2 separate regions of the Danio rerio genome follow, and region 2 is linked to region 1. The links are chromatin contacts, called in public Micro-C maps. All regions are on one chromosome and are shown on one strand. The core of a region is the stretch at or near the end of the contact, and the rest is flanking DNA. Distances in the headings are between cores, read along the strand shown. Region 1 holds the start of ntmt1 (N-terminal Xaa-Pro-Lys N-methyltransferase 1). Region 2 overlaps lrsam1 (leucine rich repeat and sterile alpha motif containing 1).

Region 1 (2,870 bases), core at 239-2,738:
TATTTATTATACCTTTCAGAATAATGTGATTTTCTGCTCTGAACACAATGTAGCTGTTTTTGTGGCCTGTGCCTTTAATGCTAGTTCTCCCCGCCCACCGTTCCCACGTGCCTGTCAGAGTGTGCCTCAGCCTCCGTCTCGGCTGCGTAAGATAAACAGCACAGTGACAGACATGAAGAAAGCAGATGTCACGTAACGTTTGTGAGAAATACTATAGTCGGAACTTTCCCAATGATTATTTGATGTATTTGTTGTGGAGTTAATTCAAGCCTTTCTGCAGCGATGAGTCACACAAAATGTTGTTACAAAGTTGACACACGCACACACAGACACACACAGGGCGCATGTTTAGCTTTGCACTGTTTTTGCATGGTAAATGTGACAGGATTCACGTTAGTAAACACTTCTGTATAGATATCCGTTATGTTAATGCACAAAACAAACCTGATTTAACAGCCTCAAAATGGGATTAAAGCGTCTTCTTTTATAATTGTGTTGACATGCGACTGTGGTGATAAAGTAAAGACAGTAAAATCGCTGTAATTTATTACAAACATGCACTGTTTTAAAAATGTTTTAAACTTGTAAAACTCATTTTTGATCACATTTGATGATGATTGATGATCACAGAGAGCTGAACAGATCTTTTAATCCCAGGTGCTTTGTGCACCTCCTGTCTTGTTGATACTGTTTGATGATACACGTTACTACGGAGACATGTAAATATGCAGCTGTCAATCAATCCGTTGTGAGGGGAAACCGCACTCTTACATTACGGTGGACCTCAAAATGGGAAGGATTTAGATCCTATTTTAGTGTCAGGAAATAAAAAAGAGACTTATTTGTTTCTATCACTCCAATATGACCGTGAACACAATATACCTACACACAGTCCTGTCCAAACAGCTTACAAATGATGATTTTCCTCATAGGTGCCCTTTAAATGAATACTTTACAATTACCACAATTAAAATCAGTAATACAATTAATACAATTAAGAGTCAGAAAATAATATTCATTCTTTTTTTTTTTCGTCTTAGTCCCTTTTTTAATCTGGGGTTGCCACAGCAGAATGAACCGCCAACTTATCCAGCATATGTTTTAGGCAGCGGATGCCCTTCCAGCTGCAACCCATCTCTGGGAAACACCAACTAGCTCTTTAAATATGGGTATAATCTTTGAATATTTAAGAAAGGGCTTTAAATCACTAATAGTGAAATTAACTCCTTTATGCAGCCATACCATTGCTTAAAACACCGCATTTAATACAATTCAAGAACACTATGCAAATACAATTGATTGAGCTACACACCCAACTTGAAATGCGGCCACAAGATGGAGACAAAATAAAAACAACTCACTGAGGGGAAACACGGCGGTCAAATAAGGAAATGACGTGGGATGTGGGGCTTCTGCTACTTTTGGGAAGTAGGGGAGCTGGAGTATTGTTCATGGGGCAGTTCTTCGACAGTTTAGTCGTGACATGAGCGATTGCAAGAAGCGGCAGTCAGCGAGAGCACGAAAGCAAAGGTAGGTCAGTGTTCATAGTCTGAATGACTGAAGACATAAAGAGCGCAGAGAGTCTCAGTGGACGCGTGTGATTTAGAGCTGGCCGTGTGTCAACACGTGTAACTTTTGTCAACACCAAATATAGAAACAGGACAAGACACCTTCAAAGACAGGAGGACCACGTGTAGGAGCGTGTTTGACCGAGTAAATCTAGTAAGTACGTTAACGGAACTGAAGGCTAAGATAGATACAAATGTAACTCTGCTCTTTCATCTTTGTTTAACCGCTTAATGCTCTACTCACTATAAATCTGCTTTTTAGTCTGACTGTGATCTCTTTAGCGCTGCGGATATCGATATATTCTACATTAACTCAATCTTCTATTTTTGTAAGGCCATTATACATTGTACTGGCTTATTTTAGCAGTCATCTGTCTGTCAGTCCACTGTCAAGTGATGCATCCTGACAGCTGAACTCAGGTGTGAAACTGACAACGTGTGAAAGCTGCCTTTTGGTCTCATAAAAGGGGAAAAGTTTAGCTGTAATACTGAAGTATAGCAGTTTCATGATTTTATTGAGTTTTCAGTCAATTTATTTATGCATTTAGCATTAATGTAGGCTGCCTTGATTTTTTGCTCTTAATCTATATACAAATTTTCTCAGTATTTAAAGTCTTTACTGCGAAAAAAAGAGTTTTTCTTAAATTTTTTGGCTTGTTTTTAGTTAAAAAAATCCTAAATCAATAAGCATCTTCTAAACAAGCAAAACATAATGTCTTGTTTTAAGAATTAATATTTCAAAATTAAGTGAGTTTTTCTTTATAACAAGCAAAATAATCTGCCAATGGAATAAGCACAATAACCTAATGTCAAAAAGAACAACAATATTACTTTGCTTACACCTTGCAGATAATTCAGCTTGTTTTAAGGTAAAACTCACTTATTTTGACATTTTGTTTGTCTAGAAAATGCTTCTTGATTTAAGAATTTTTATATATTAAGATTTGATTCTGTGTATATATATATATATATATATATATATATATATATATATATATATATATATATATATATATATATATATTTAGGCTTGGGCGGTATCCAAATTTTGATACCGTCAAACCTCCTCTCTATTTTACCCCGATATCCAGTATTACCGTACATAATAATAAAAAATATGACGTAAGGCGACCTGAGGTTCACTGTCACCTGTTTGTCTTGTTCGTATTAGAGATCTGCGTGGTACACACACAGAGCGCGAGAGAGATGCACAGCACCAAACTCTCTCACTCACACACACTGCAGGTGACTTGGTGCGTGACTCGAAATCTTACCTCACCTCTCTCTCCTCCACACTGTCCC
Region 2 (2,870 bases), core at 228-2,727, 360 kb before region 1:
AAAAACATGTTATAAGCATTCAAATGATTTTTAATATTTTTACAATAAAATATATTTAATCTATTTAAAATAGTTTGGAACCTTTTATTTCTTTTTGTTGTAGAGCACACTTGGACATTTTACTTGGACATTACTTGGACGTTTATTTATATTTCATTTTGATTTTATTCTGTAAACTACTGATGACAATATATATAACTATATATAACAAATTTCATAAAAAGAACATGTTATTTCTTTGCACAGAACAACACACAAGACTCAATATATTAAACATGATTAGATTCATTTCATTAGACAAACTGATATCAATGTTTTTATGTGATATCAGTGCTTTTGGGGCTACAATGTGCACTAAACACATTTAAGAAAGCTTGAGCCATGAATTTGAATGAAGAAGTGGCTGATGAGATCTGGTAAGAAGCCCTGTGGAGATCTCGAGAATAAAAAAGGTTTGATAAATTCGAGACATAAATGAATCTAATTTAAAGTTTCACATCCTCTTCATTTCTCTAAAACTAGATTGAGTAAAATATTTCCCTCTGTATCTCCTCCTGAATGTGACAGATGTGGTGGGGCAGAAGACTCTAACACATTTACTTTTGTCCTGTTCTTTATGAGTTTTGGTCCATAAAACAAAATATTATTAAAACAACCCTGTTTTTAATCACATAAGATATAATTAATTTTTCTCAAGGGATAGTTCACCCGAAAATTAAAATTCTCATTTACTCATCCGCCACTTATTTCAGATGTTTGACATTCTTTCTTCTGTTGAACACAAAAGAAGATATTCTGCAGAATGTTTGAAAAACATTGACACTTCCATAGTATTTTTTTTTGTTCCTACCATGAGTGTCAATGGCTGCTTTTTCTCTGAACATTCTTCTAAATATCTTGTTTTGTATTCAACTGTATAAAGAAATTTTAGCAGACCTTTATATATTTTTTGATAATTTTTTTTCTTTGCGATTCAGATGGAGATTGAGAAGAAGAGTGAATCCAACCAGCAGAACTACTGGATGATCCAGTATCAGAGGCTTCTGGATGCCAAACCACTGTCTCTGCGCATGCAGGTGAGATCCGCTCAGGCCTTGAGATGCTGTGTTTAAATCTTAAAATTACTCACACTGTGCTGTCCTCTTACTTCTCCTCAGGAAGCAGCGGTAGACAGAGATCTAGGGAATCTACTGTGCAAACTCTCAGCTCAGCACTACCTGCCAATCATAGCTCACCACCGCATCACTGCTGAGGCCTTAAGAAGAATGACTGCCAAAGACCTCAGGAAGGTCCGTCGACTTTCCAGGATGTTTCAAAATCATATCTGAGTTTAATGTCTGTTATATTGTACAACAGTGGTACAAAAATAAATTGGGAAATGGATTTTGAGATTTTCAAAAGACAATTTCTATTCTCTTGAATCGGTTTTGAGGTGTTGTAACAGCAGATGGCGCTGTACGCGAGGTTTTAACTGGATACAAAGAAGGGCACTTGTGCATCGGTCATGTCAGTTGGCTTTAATGGCACGAGATTAATGTGAACTCGTTTGTTTAACTGTAATTCTTAACTGTAATTCGTTTAAACGTCATCTATTAATTATTATTTTTGGTTCAAGTGGTATTTGTAAGGAATTTGAACGTAAGTAGTGTACTGCAGTTTATAAAGAAAACAGCGCCATCTGCTGCTAAAACTATGCTCAGAATTGATTCAGGAGAGAATTCTAAATGGGGATTATTTTTGAAGGTTTCAGAATAAATTTCTCAAACTACTGATTGCCACAGTTTTATTATAATCTCCTTTCATAAAATCTCTATCTTTACAGTTGGGGATCAACGAGGTTGGCGTGCAGAAAGCTCTTCTCCACTGGGCCAGAGATCGAACTCTGTCTGATCGTAAGAATCATCTTGAGGACATCATATTTTTTAATAGGTGACATTTGTGAATTCTGTTCGGTGACTGAGAGCATTGTCATCTTTTTCTCTTTAGCTTTGCCGAAAACACTGAAAGAGATGGAGGAAGCTGGTCCATTCGCTCAGAGTGTTCCACTTCCACATCAGCTCACTCCTCCACTGACCCCCAGTGCACCTCTAACCCCCACGACCCCAAATCCTGACCGCTTCAACTCTGAGTGTGTTGTCTGCATGGAGCTTGAGGTAAGGCCTTTAGCAACACTACAAGGCGCTTATATACTTTAACTGAATTGGAAGAAAGAGCTGGTGTGAGACAAAATCAGGCCAAAAAATTGCAATAATAATAATAATAATAATAATAATAACAAATTAGATACAATTTTCTGCCATTGGACACCCTTGAGCAAACATTGGTCTATGGTAGAAATTTAAGCGCAATTTTATTTAACACTGCTTACTTTGCAGCAACTGTGTATGTATAGTATATAAAGTGCTTTAGTTTAGCCATGTGAAAAGGGTTAGGACATTCTTTGGAATTCCAATTTTCCATATCAGGTTATTAAAATCTAATTTTGGCAGGTTGAAAAATAAATGCTCAGATGAACAACAACATGTAATGTTAACAAAAATTAGTCAAGGGCTAATCAATTGCCTGAACTGATCATCAGCAGAATTTTTGTTGGTCTAGAGCTTTCAGGTGTGTGTTAACACTATGCCTGTCCAACAGCTAAAGCTCAACCAAAATTGGATCATGCAACAAGACATTAATCCCACACAAAGCAGCAAATCTACAACAGAAAAAAATCACAGTATTGCAATAGTTCAGTCGAAGTCCAGAGCTCATCCTTAATGAAATGCTGTGCAGAAACTCAAGAACTCCTCCAGAATGGTCTAAAAGATGTGAAAATACAGGCATCCAAATCATAGGCTGTCCTAAATTTGTCACCCGTTGCTTTTCTA

The links. Hi-C and Micro-C count contacts between places; a contact is called where the count stands out from the background.
Region 2: a Micro-C map of caudal fin shows a contact between it and region 1, with 9 times the contacts expected there. The contact joins the enhancer-like site here to the promoter of ntmt1 in region 1. A contact is called at or near these places in 3 of 18 Hi-C or Micro-C datasets (caudal fin, embryo and hematopoietic stem cells).

Annotation. Positions count from the first base shown.
Region 1 is chr5:33,123,805-33,126,674 of GRCz12tu, reverse strand. It overlaps ntmt1 (N-terminal Xaa-Pro-Lys N-methyltransferase 1), which reads left to right and starts at 1,488. Exons shown (of 4, transcript NM_212898.1): 1 at 1,488-1,530.
Region 2 is chr5:33,487,143-33,490,012 of GRCz12tu, reverse strand. It overlaps lrsam1 (leucine rich repeat and sterile alpha motif containing 1), which reads left to right. Exons shown (of 24, transcript NM_001100004.1): 20 at 978-1,076; 21 at 1,158-1,289; 22 at 1,823-1,892; 23 at 1,987-2,153. Among named protein-coding and RNA genes, the nearest start is that of lrsam1, 14 kb to the left of the region's middle. Within about 2 kb of position 1,477, at least 4 of the 62 cell types and tissues checked have an H3K27ac peak or open chromatin away from gene starts, as enhancers often do. A contact at or near this core is called in caudal fin, where this site is marked.